Regions from separate parts of the Cricetulus griseus genome. Here region 2 is linked to region 1. A link is a contact called in public Hi-C data. All regions are on one chromosome and are shown on one strand. Each heading gives the region's core, a stretch centred on a gene start, on an enhancer-like site or on the middle of the called end of the contact. The rest is flanking DNA. Distances are from core to core; before and after follow the strand shown.

The links. Hi-C and Micro-C count contacts between places; a contact is called where the count stands out from the background.
Region 2: a Hi-C map of liver shows a contact between it and region 1, with 2.4 times the contacts expected there. The contact joins the enhancer-like site here to the promoter of Adamts8 in region 1. A contact is called at or near these places in 6 of 8 Hi-C or Micro-C datasets (the CHK-Q cell line, the CHL-YN cell line, the CHO-K1 cell line and 2 more).

What each region holds. Positions count from the first base shown.
Region 1 is chr4:143,379,737-143,385,847 of CriGri-PICRH-1.0, reverse strand. It overlaps Adamts8 (A disintegrin and metalloproteinase with thrombospondin motifs 8), which reads right to left and starts at 2,023. Exons shown (of 9, transcript XM_027411735.2): 1 at 1,256-2,023. The coding sequence starts at 2,023.
Region 2 is chr4:143,527,468-143,534,051 of CriGri-PICRH-1.0, reverse strand. It overlaps Zbtb44 (zinc finger and BTB domain-containing protein 44), which reads right to left. Exons shown (of 6, transcript XM_027411737.2): 6 at 3,702-6,584. Among named protein-coding and RNA genes, the nearest start is that of St14, 49 kb to the left of the region's middle. Within about 2 kb of position 1,936, at least 1 of the 6 cell types and tissues checked has open chromatin away from gene starts, as enhancers often do.

The DNA.
Region 1 (6,111 bases), core at 774-3,273:
TCTCATGAAGCACAGAAAGGCGGGAATGACCTGATGAGAAGCAGAAGGCTGTCTGTCTGTCCCCTTGTCTGGCCATTCTGCAAAGGTAATGTCCATGTCCTTGGCACCCACAACACTCAGGCACAGGCTGAGGCTAAGATGGAGACCCTAATAAAGGGCACCACCACTGTCAAAGTGCTAACTGGGCTGCTGTGGTTCTGGGATCTCTGACTGGCGGATCTGTGATCTCTGGGCAGGTCGGTTTCCTCTAGCTGAGCTAACATTTCTAGTTCTGTATGTTCTAGAAGATGGGACCCTTATCCCTTCTCCTTTTGTAAAATCTTTGTCCTGTCTTGGGAGGGAGGTATTGGGGTGGTGGTGGTGGTGGTATGGTGATGGTGGTGGACATTTCTTGCTGAGTCAGCACCAACTACATGTAGTTAGGAATGCTCAGCTACTAGCCTACTAGCGACAGTGTCCTGGACTCAGTTTTCTCTGCCAGGTCATTTGAAAGCTGACTCTGGGCTGAGGGTGGCTGGTCAGCTCTGGTTCCTTTAGACACAGTAAACTGAAAAACTTCACCTTTAACCCAGCTCCCTCTCTTGTCACTGAAACTTCAGTTTTCTGGGCTGAACCCCCAAGGCAGAAATTCTGTTCTCCTCCCTTCTTGTGCTGGATGCTGGCATTGCCAAGTTCTGCCGAGGCTGAGCGCCAGGTTGGCAAGGTAGCTCGTGCCCCTTGATCAGAACCAGCTGGGCGCACACAAGTTGGAAAGCTTCCTTCCAGGTTCCTCTAACTTCTTTTACTTACAGGAACCTCAGTTCTGTACCCAGACAGTCCCAGCCACCTCGTCCCAGCTAGGGAGCATCAGAGAGTCACCGACACTAGAGACTAGAGAGTTGTAGGAAGCTGGCCCAAGAGGAGCAGGATTCTTAAAGGAAAAAAAAAAAAAGTGCAGTTTTCATGTCCTTTGGGAGAAAGCAGGTGCCTGGGGACTGCGGGAGACTCAGGATGCCAGCTCGGAAGAATCAGAGCCAGCACTTCTACTGTAAATTGGAAGGGACTTAGGGGTTGGGAAATAGGAAACCGGGATAGCAGAAGTTAATGGAGTTACTGCTCTTTCTCAGAAAGGAGAAAGTCCCCTTTGGGGTTGGGCTTGGGAGCTCGAAGAGTCCCCCCTACCCCACCCTCAGTGGGAAGGGAAGAATTGAGAGTCGTTTGGGAAGAGACGGATGTTATCGACTGTTAGCATCCGCGGGAGGTTCTCGAGTCCTACCTGCAGGTCTGTCCCATAGAAGGCAGCCATGGACGCATCAGCCACCAGCAGTGTTTCCACGAAGCGAGCCTCGGACACAAACCTTTTGCTCCTAGTTTTGGATCTTAAGGGTGGTGGCAGTTCGCTGGAGTCTTCTCTCTTTTTGCGCAACCCCTCTTTGTCCTGCTCCCTGTCCTCTTCGTCGTCACTTCTCTCCGGTCCCTGCCCCTCACCCATCTCCACCTCCCACTTGAGTCCTTGAGGGACAGGGAAGACTTCGGCAGCGGCGAGCCCGGGGTCCTCCCTGTGCTGCCCCGGCCCCCAGCGCTGCAGGCGGTGAGGCTGGTCCAGGGAGTCCCCAGCGCCTTGCGGCTGGATGGTGAACTCCTCGCCTGCCAGCAAGAAAGAGCCGCTCAGCCCGCGACACAGGCTCACCGCCGCCAGTGACTCTCGCTCCCCATTCACCGTGCCAGAGAAGAAGCAACCGCGCAGCCCCGGTTCGCCCCCGGCCGCAGCTCCGGAGCCCCCGAGACGCTCGATCTTGAACTCGGGTGCCAAAAAGCTGGCGTCAGGCGCCAGGCGCAGCACGAAGCCCTGGCCGAAGGCAGACAGGTGGAAGGCGAGCTCGCTCGTGCTGCCCGGCAACCGCGTGGGCACCAGCAGCTCCGAGGCCTGCGACCTGGTTCCCGGCTCTGCCGGGGCGCCGCAGACGAGTGGCGGCGGCGGCAGCAGCTGCAATAGCAGCAGCAGGAGGGGCGGCCACCGGGCGGCGGTGGGGTCGAGAAGCATGGGGGCAGAGGGCTGCGGAGCACGGGAGAGGGAAGAAGGCAGCCGCGCTCAGGCAGGTGCTGGTGGCCAAAGGCGGCCGGGCCGCTCTCTCCAGGAAAAGTGATCAATCAGATGGAGAGGCCGACTCGGCCAGCGGCAGCAGGCGCGGCGGTCCCCTGGCGGCCCCTCTAGTTCGCGCAGCCCGCTCCTCCTGCGCCAGCCAGCCAACCTAGCGGATCTCGAGCAGCTGGCGCCCCGGACTGCGAGCGCTCTCCTCCATGCTGTCCGGTGCAGTCGCCTCCTTCCTCGGGAAGTACCGAGTGGGCTGCCGAGCCCTTCGTATTTATACTTCCTTCCCGGCTTTGACATAAGAGGTTTATTTTTGATCTCTCACTATTCCCGTTTCCCCTCCCCTGGGGTCAGAGACAGAAACAGAAAAGAGGGAGAGGAAGAAAAAAAAAAGGTTGAAATGTAAAACCAATCAGGAGTCAGTGAGCCCCTCCCCATAGTTAAGTAGTTAAGTGGCAACTTTAGCGTTTTTTCTTTCTTTCTACGTGACGACCCATGCCAATTCCTCTACTGCTGGACAGCCCCTAAAGGCAAGTACTAGAGGAGAGAGATGCTAGCCTCTTCCTGTGGTAGAGCCAGGTGCTGGGGACACTGCACACTATCTTGAAGAGGCTTCTGCATTGGTCTCAGCGACAGTATGCAGATTCCTGTACAGACCTGGCAGTGTTAAAAGAAATTTTTGGAGACGATTCCAGAGCCTTTAATGGTAAAACACAAGTGAGAGAAAGTCACACTGAAATCACGCTGGTCACTAAGACCACCGCAGACCTAAAGAAAAAAAAAAAAGCCGGGTCAAGGCTAGCAAGGACTCTTAATTGCTTATTTCTGAGGACAGTGGGCGCTGAGAAGTAACACCAACCAGGCAAAGTGCATTGAGTACCATTAAGCTCCCAGTTAGCCTCGGAGGAAGCATTTCTTCAGGCTGTCTTCCATCATACACTTCTGCCAGTTGCCTTGGTGACACGAGGAAAGGTCCCCTTTACTGCATTGCCCAGAGCTCCAAAAAACAAAAAAACATACATACATACATACATATATACATACATGCATATGGGAAACTAATTCACTCTGCCATACACTGCATCTTCCTGTAGAAGAGTGGGACCCACGGAAAGTGATGACAGAGTCTTAAGACCATAAAACTAATATTTGTATCCACTTCGGTCTTAAGGGTGCAGATCTAGATTGGATTCAGATGCCTGTTCTCTCAGTTCCAGTCCAAGACAGCCCCCCCCCCGTGCCCCTTCTGATCGGCCAGCACGGAGGACATGCCATTTGCCAGCTCACCTACCCATAACTACGCTGCTTATGCTTGTGCCCACAGCTGAGAGAAGCCCTGACACCCTCAAGTCCTCTCTGCTTTTACAGCAATGCAAATGGGCGCTTGAGAACCTTCAAGGTACCAAGCCCTCTGAATGTGGGTGCCAGCTAGGAGGCCAAGACAGTCTACGGGTCCTCTAACAGTGGAGCCAGTCTTTATCCCTAGAGCACATAAGGACTTTGGGAGCCCATTCCCTATGGAGGGATACTATTGCAGCCCAGATACAGCAAGGAGGGTCTAGGCCCTCCCCCAAACGATATGACAGACTTTGAAGGTCCCTGGTGGAGGGTCTCACTATCCCTGGGGAGGAGTCCGGGGATGGCTTGTGTGTGTGTGTGGGTTAGTGGGGAACATGGGAGGATGGGAAGGCGAGGGAATGGGGAGGATGGATATGTAAATATGAGTAGTAATTAAAGAATTTAAATAAAAAAGGGAGAACCTTCAAGGTGCAGAATCTCCTTTGTGTCCTGCACAGAGAATTGGAAGTTTGGGTGAAATACTCCTAGAGGCAGGGGAATGGAAAATATCAGTGCTTCGACTCTACTGAAAATGAACAAAATGCTTATTCCACAACAGTTTAATACCCCTGGGACCGTGAGACCTGTATAGAGAAATGAGTAATCCCATTTGCCTCAGGGCTGAGGTGACATTTCAATTACTGGTCTTTGCCGGTAAGTCCCTTGTTCACCATTTTCAAGTGTGGAACTCCTTCCCCCTTCCCCTTTCTTAAGACAAGGTCTTGACTACACAGCCCAGGCTTGCCTTAAACTTCTTAGTCTCTCACCTTAGCCTCCTGAGCACTGAAGTCACAGGTATGTGCTGGAACCTTATGCCTGGCTTTCAACCTTTAGTTTTCAATAGTAGTTAGATGCTTTCCCTGTGTCTTCTTTCTCCTTTGTAACTATTTGAGAAAAGTGTTTAACTCCTCTTTTGTACTTAGACATCAATGGCTATAACCAAGCTAGGGGAACTGAATGTTGCTGGTGCTTTCAATTGGGAAGGCTTTGGAAACTGCAGCTGCTACTGTTTTAAAATAGGAAGAAGCACCGCCTTTGGATGCCCCCTTTGGAGACAGCTGCTTTGGACTTTATCTTGCCCCATTTCATCAACAACCACAACTATAATCATACAACAATTGCGGACTGCCAAACTATCCCAGGAGCCAACCTGGCTGCCCTCTGCCTGCTCAGTTCATCTTTCTAGGAGGTTGCCTCCATGGCAACTTCCAGGGAAGTGCCTGCAATTTGCAGTGCAACCACAAGGTGTCACCCGTACCTTAGCTATGCTTAATCCTCTCCTTGCAGGAATGGTAGATGGCTTGGAGAGGAAACCCTTAAAACATGGTGGATGAAATCACTACAGCAAAAATAAACACTATCACACCCACCACTGAAAATCTCAAATGGACCAATTATGGAGTTCCTATATTACCATTTTTGTCCCCTCAAAGAATATCATTGCCAAAAGGGTAGGCAAACTGTGGTTTGTGGGCTAAGATTGTTTTTGTACACCCCACATGCAATATAAAAATGTTTTGCTTATTTTAAGGGGTAAATTAAAAAACAGACTATTAACATTTCACGACATGCCAGGTGGTGGTGGTGTACGCCTTTAGTCCCAGCACTTGAGAGGCAGAGGCAGAGGCAGGAGGATCTCTGTGAGTTCGAGACCAGCCTGGTCTACTCTACAAGAGCTAGTTCCAGGACAGCCTCCAAAGGCGACACTTGAAAATTCCATGATTCAAACTTCAGTGCTTATAAGAAAGTTTACTGACAGCAGACATTCATGGACACTTTGGCTGCATTTGAGCTGTGAAGGGTATGGCTGGATGAGCTTAAACTATTTACTATTTGAGCCAGTTGGTGGTGGTGCACACATGCCCTTAATCCCGATATTCAAGAGTCAGAGGCAGGTGGATCTCTGTGAGTTCCAGGCCAGCTTGGTCTATTGAGTGAATTGAGTTCCAGGACAGCCAGGGCTACACAGAGAAACCTTGTTTCAAAATACCAATATCTATATTATCTGGATCTTTCTATAAAAAGTTTGTTGGCTGAAGGTAAAACAGTGTTACTTTGAATTCTTTAAATTTAGAGTATGGGATGTAGGAGCCACCTATGTGATTCTTAGGAAGTAAGAAGGCTCAAAATAATTTTTTTGCTCTGAATATGAATAGGAAATATGAAAAATTAAGATGTCTCTGTTTTGTCTTTAAATCTTTATTAAGTAGTCATTCATTATTTAATAGCATTTAAATAATTAATTAGTTTATACTGGCTTATTTTGGTTTTCTTAAAATTTGTTTACATTTATTTATTTTACTTTGTAGGTATGAGTGTTTTGCTCAAATATATGTATATGAACCACATGTGTTCCCATGGAGGTAAGAAGAGGGCATCAGATCCCCTGGAACTGGAGTTGCAGACAGTTGTGAGCTGCCATGTGGGTGCAGGGAATCACACTGAGATCCTCTGGAAGAGCAGCCAGTGCTCTTAACCTAAAAGTCTTCATTTGTTTATGTGCGTGTGTTTGTGTGAGTGTATGTGCATGTGTGCATATTCTGCACATGTGTGGAGGCCAGAAGGTGGCACTGAGTATCCTACCTTACCACTCTCTGCCTACTCTTTTGAGGCAGGGCCTTTCCCTCAGCCTGGGACTTACCTTTTCTTGGCTAGGTTGGAAGCCAGCAAGCCCCAGAGAGTTTCCTGTCTCCATTTCCCTT
Region 2 (6,584 bases), core at 687-3,186, 150 kb before region 1:
TGTGCATGAAGATGTGATAAGGGGATCCCACAGTATGCAGCTTTTGAGAACTATTTACAAGTGTAGCATGGTCTGGGTACTAGGGAGCAGTGCTCAATTTACACACAGCTTCCTGCTTAGACGTCAGTCCTTCCTAGGTCTTTACAAAGCTGCTTCACTGGTTGAGGGGAACACAGGCTTGGTTGGGAGCTATGCATGTGTGTGCATTCTGGGACTAGCAGTGAGTGGTTTACCTAGCCATCAGTTCTGCACCAAGGTATGTGTTTGACATGCAGAAGTCTCACCCTGAGGATGCTACTCTGTAACTGAGTACACTGTAGCCTGCAGAGCATTTTAAATGACATTTTAATGATGTTAAAAGAATTGATATTGAGAACAAGGCTCAGCTCTTCCAAAAACTAGATCTGTAACACTGAGTTTCTGAGTGAACCTACTTAGTGGCTTGTTCTGCAGAGAACAGGCCTCTGAATAAGTGCAGGAAGACATGCATTGAGCGGAAGAGCAACTCCCACTGTCATTCAGTTTCACATCCTGAATCTCTTCAGCAATGTCTGCTTTTAGCTTTTGTTCTGGATAGCGCACCTTCCTGGTCATGAAGTTGGGTGCTATGTGAGGTGAGGGGGGAAGGGAGGGAGAGAGAGAGAGGGAGGGAGGGAGGGAAGGGGAGACAGAAGGAGGGAGGGGGGAGAGACAGAAAGACAATGTGTGCACATGGACTGGCAGGCATGGTTCCCTATGCCTGTGACTATCTCCTTCGGGGCTTGAGTTAACTCACTTTTGGTCACCTGACCTCACTCAGCCTACCAATAGATTTTCCTTCAGCACATACTAACCTACATAGTCCACCTTTCTCTTTTTTGTTGGCCTGCTCCCCACCCTCCCAGGACAACTCCAGCAGGCAAGATCTGTGTTTCTATGCCCCAACACACCGGGTTTTAGGGTTGTCCAATGCTTATGAACCAATGACTTAAGAAGCCAGAGAATGTCTGGAATACTCAAATCTCTCTAATTTGGTTGAGTAGACGAATTCTGCCAGAAGACAAGTACATTAATAACAAACTAAATATCATACAACCATTCTAAGGAGGGACACTTTCCTCAGCTGGACATAGGCTCATCCTTTGACCTGCAGCAACGGGGATCACACCTGGGGACTCTGACATTAGAGTGCACATTCTAACTCTAAGCTATACAGTGGTCCTCTTGCAGTTGCCCAGTCAAAACTCATTCTTTCTTCCTTTATTTTGGACTTTCCCTTCAAAACCAAGGCCAGGTTACCTGAGCAGTGTAATAGGCCATGGGTATGGAATGGACATAGAAGGTATTCCCCACTGCTGGGAGCCAAGTCTTGCACTTCGGCTCAAGGTCCACTTTCTAGCCAACCCTCTAACCTGATGCTTCTCTGGCAGTTCTACTCTCTTACCTTCTCTTGGGCTCTAACTTGAACTCTGAGGGACTCAGTGAAGCCTGTATTCTCTCAAATCTTGTTCTGAATCTTTCTAGAGAGCTCTGACCTTGGTCTTCTGCTCAAGTTAACTTGATCAGTTTTCCTACCAAATACAGTTTTTTCTTTCTTCTTTTGAGACAGTGCCTCAAAAAAATCCCAAGTCAGTGTTGAACTCCACCTGACCCTTCTATGCTGGGCAGGTGCTTTCATCACAATCCTCTACTCCTCCCACGCAGGAGCGCCACAAAGTCGGGTACATTATCTTGCTCTCGCCGGCCCTCTACCTGAAGCACTCTCCTTCACTGTCCACACAAACCTTTCCTCAAGTGCTGGTTCACCCCCATGCTTTTCCTGACAGTCAGGCCAGGATGAATACGACAGTTGTCAATGACAACTAATGAAAATACAGAACGTTATGTTAAAGGGGAAGTCCCACCCGGAGAGCAGGAGGCTCCCTTGACAAGGGAGACATGGACTGTGATGTTTGAGGAAGCAGGTGGAAAAATTGCTGACACAGGGTGGTATAGTTTGAGTTCCCTCTGACCTGGCCAAGAGGATTAACAGCCAGTCTATGCTGCAGTGAGTCACTGTAGGACCCTACTATGTATACACACACTTATCACTAAGACAGCATTTCTGCCTTGGTCCCCAACTTAAACCAGTCTGAGAATCTTTATTTGGTTGTGTTCTATAGCAACTTTTCCAATGGATGATCTCTAAATGACAAGAATTAAGATGATTCACCTGAGGCTGTCCACATACTAGCTGTGCCTGCAGTGGGGTGGGGCAAGTATTGATCCTGCCCAAGGCTTCAGGTTCCCTGGTAAATGAGACTCATTCAGTAAATGACTTCCAGTAAAACCAGCAGCAGGACTCAGGATGGGGTCTGGGGAGAGAGCCAAAGGTACCATGTCATGCTACACAGGTGGCACAGTCAAGTCTGAAACAGCCGGAAAAGAAACTCAGTGCTTTCACATGGAAACAGAAGAAACTCCAAAGGCAGCAGAGAAGGGCTTGCTGCTTTTTTTTTTTTTTTTTAATTTCTTCTATTGATAGAATGTAAGTGTTGTCTTAGAGCCTACTGTACACCGCTAATAAACTTTTGTGGCTAAAAACATGGTTGTGGGAAAAATTAGGCAGAGACTGACAAATGGGGGGTCCAATGTAGAAGTTCTGCCAACTCTGCCATGTGCTTTGTGATGGTCTATTCCCTGTTTACAAAGTACAAATATTTCATTTTTTTTGGGTGGGGTGGGCAGGATAATTCAAGTACACTGATTAGAACCAAAGGAACAGGACTGGCAGCAACAGCAACTCTTTTCGTCTAGTATTCCAACTGTGGTCACAGAGCAGTCTGCTGGAGGGAGGGTGGGCTTTCTATCTCTGATTTACAGCTGTGAAGGTTTTTGATATAAAAAAGAATTACATTAAAATTTGAGAAAAGAGATTTATGTACACCTCCCCTCCCTCAAAATTTAGTATGTTTATAATTTGCTAACTTTCTCTGTTTATTTCTTAGAACAAACTTCCTTGTTCCTAAGAAAGAAGGCTCAAATTATTCATTTTAATTCTAACCAATTTAGAAAGCATTATCTTTGGTTATTGCTTTTAGTATCATTCTTTGAGTCTTTCCATTCAAGAACACTGCAAGATAAAATCATTTTGAATTTTATCTCTGCCCTATCCTGATTCCTTGGTATCTTGCACCATAAAGGATAGGGCAGACGTTAGATGTTTGATAACTTGTTAAAAGATGCCCACTACCATGTACTTCTTTGAAACCTGCCTGTGTCTCGGAACCTAACGGACTAAAATGATCTTGGCTGCCTGAGCGCACAGCAGTCTTTTTGTTTGAGGCCCCTTTCATGCTTGCACAGGCAAACTAGTACTTCTACACTGGGCTGCCTTCCCATTTCCCACTTGTTTTGATCCCGTTTGTCTGTTACCACTGAAATGGCAGCAATGTGTTTCTACCTAATCAATATTAAATAGGAAAAAAACCAAAACATAAAAACCAGAGGCAACCCACCATCCAGTGAGTAGAGTTATCCAGGAACCTGGCTTCTAGCTCCCAGACCTAATGGCTTCCCCAACTGCCCTCTTTATGATTCCCGCCTGGCCTGGGCATGCTGTGACAGTATCGACACTTAGATGCACTGACAGACGCTGTTCAGTATGAGTCTCCAGTCTGCACATACTCAATAACCAGTTCCTCCTTCTAGCCAACGGTCAATGACAACAGCAGGAAAACTTATTTCATAAAACACCAGTAAGATATTTTAATGAGGAAAAACAAAAACAAATCTTAGTCTCATGTTTCTATCCAAAGACACTCAAGACTAATTTTTTCCCTGTCCATCCCTTCTAACTGTAACTTATTTGTGACCATGTAATAAAGGTCAGTTAAAGATTTAAAAAACAAAAGTTTAAATCTTTTTTAAAAAAGATTAAGCAATCAGGCTAGCAAAAAGGTACTCAATACATACTTTTCTCATATCAAACAAGCTAATATTTCAGTACAGTATTAACTATACAGAATATATACAATACACATTATTTTCACAAAGCAAACACTAGGCTCAGAACAGATTTGAAAAAACATGATATTCACATTGATTACAATAACTCTAAAAATGATTGTAACATTGAAACGGCACTTAGTTTACAAAAGTCACAAAAATATATATATATATATATATATATATGTAGTCACCAAGAACCATGGTTTCTGTAAAATACTAATAGCCAGATACTAATATATAAAATGTGAAGTTATGACACCGTATACATTTTTTAAGGAAATCAAACAAAACAAAGTTTAAGACCATTTTGTTATTGTAGGAAGTCAAACATGCCAAGTAATTTAGCTATGGCCACTGTCACCAAGTAAAGCTATACTTGAATGAGATGACGACAACTGGTACAAAGCTGGTGAACTGGGGACTGGCACAGGGGAGAGTAGTACTGTTCTAGGAGAGGGGTAGAGGACATGGAAATGCCTATTCATGTAACTGAATTCAGCTTTTCCTCACAAGTGCCCTCTTTGGCCTGTTTCACAGTTGCCAGCTCCCCAAGAGTCCCACTGCTCCAGCTGGCAGGGTAGGAAGTTTCCCTGACCTCCGTGCTGCCAGCTACAGGCAAATACTAAAGCATGCAACAGCCTCACAGAACACTCGGCCACCGTCTGGCAGACTGGTGCAGTCTCTTTCTAGGCCGCCTGTATTAGACAGGACCCCAGTTTTTAAATGGGGTCAGATTTATGTATTAGCCCTGTAAAATAGTGAGCTACTATAGCAGCAAATACAAAATTACAGAAATAAACCACAATTTTATTTTAAAAATTTGTTACATCAAAGCAATTGTTTTCACCTTTAAAATTGTCTCCCCTCAACAAACATCTTTTTCCCTACCATTGAACTCTCCAGTTTATTACCTCAATCTGACTTTCTTATTACAGTTCTGAAAAAAGATACTTCCTAAGCCTGGAAAAACTTTAGTTTACTCTTAAAAATGGGAATACAGGAATTTTAATGTTAAAAAAAAAGTCTGTTCTAAAAGTATCTTTCACAAATATATATATTTAAATATTAAAATAGGCTACCTAAGATTTTTATAAAATGGCTTTTGAAAAGACAGTAGAGGCACTAGGAAGCCACATACCATCCTTCAAGGTGAACATAAGGTGCCCCAAGGGTGCCTAACAAAGAGGCAGGCAATATCTAGCTGATGCAGCAGGAGACACCAGCATCAGCAAACTAAATACATCATTAGAACTGGGGTCAAAACCAAATTTACCCCATCAGGGACTGCTGTTTCTTTAAACAATACCTTCAACTATAAGCATTAGAAGATATCATTTTGTATAAGCAAAACAACGAAGTTTATGATCTCACTTTTAAATACCCGATGCTAGTCACTCCGGGGAGTAGAAAAGCAGTGCCAACTTTCAAAACTGCAATGCACTCTCAGTATGAGACTTTCTACGACATCTGTCAACTTGAAAACTGCTACCTAAAATGACAAACCAGAGAAAGCGCACTCCCACACTAATCAAAAAGGCCCTCTCTGGAAATGAGAACTGCAAAAAGAGCCTCCCCATCCTGAAGACACACAATACTTCCCCTAGCCAGGGAGGCCTGACTCCTCAGTAAGTGATGCGACCTGGTACCACCGTTCATTCACAGGATGAGCTCTAGGTATGATCAGACTGGCATTTTAGAAAACAAGGAGTCTAGTAAGGTCATCACAACTGAGCCCAGGGCTTTAGGGTTAGCAAAGCTGGTTAACTTACAAGACAAAGAAATAAAGCATTTGACTTTATAAACTAGGCACTTCAAAATAAAATAAAAACTTAAAGTCGTTTAACTGTATTTTAATTTTTAATTAACAAAAACATTAATTTTAATGTTTTCAACCATGATCTGAACTAAGTTCTTTGTAGACTGTTTTGTGCACAAGAAGCCTGGTGCCTGCTGGCACTGGCCTGGATCTTACCTCAGAGGAAGCACTATTGAGGTCGCAGAAGAAAAGTGAAAAAGCAGCATCGCTGCTCAGACACTGCCAAAGCCAAGGTTCCAGCGCACTGTCTGAAATTACTACAGTGACTATTTCCAAAAATAGAATCATGATATAGGGGAAATATCTAACTTATCACCTTAGTATAAATTAATAAATAAAAAGTGTAACTCCTGGTGGAGCTGGAACGATTCCCTGTTCAACACAGTTCAACTCTTCTGAGTCACAGCAAAAATCTTAATCTATGTATAATCCAGAATGGGATACCCCTAGACTATTTCCAGTCTGAATGAGGGCTGGCTCAGTTCCACTTCCCTGTTTATCTGAACCATTACCATTTTGGCAAATTTGTTGAGTATTTTTCAAATAAAAATATTCCATGTCATCACATTCTGTCAAAAAATGACACTGAGAGATAAATACTAGTATAAGCAAAAATAAGGAATCTTAATTTTGATGATCTTATTTAAAACCCATGTTTAGTTATAAATATTCTATAGTCATGTTTACCATGATTCAGTCTCTCTGCTTCTTCAACTTTGTTCCACTGCCTTTTGGCTTCTACACATTCTCTTAGTAACTATCAAAATATAAAAAACCATCTGATGTCAACAACTTACCG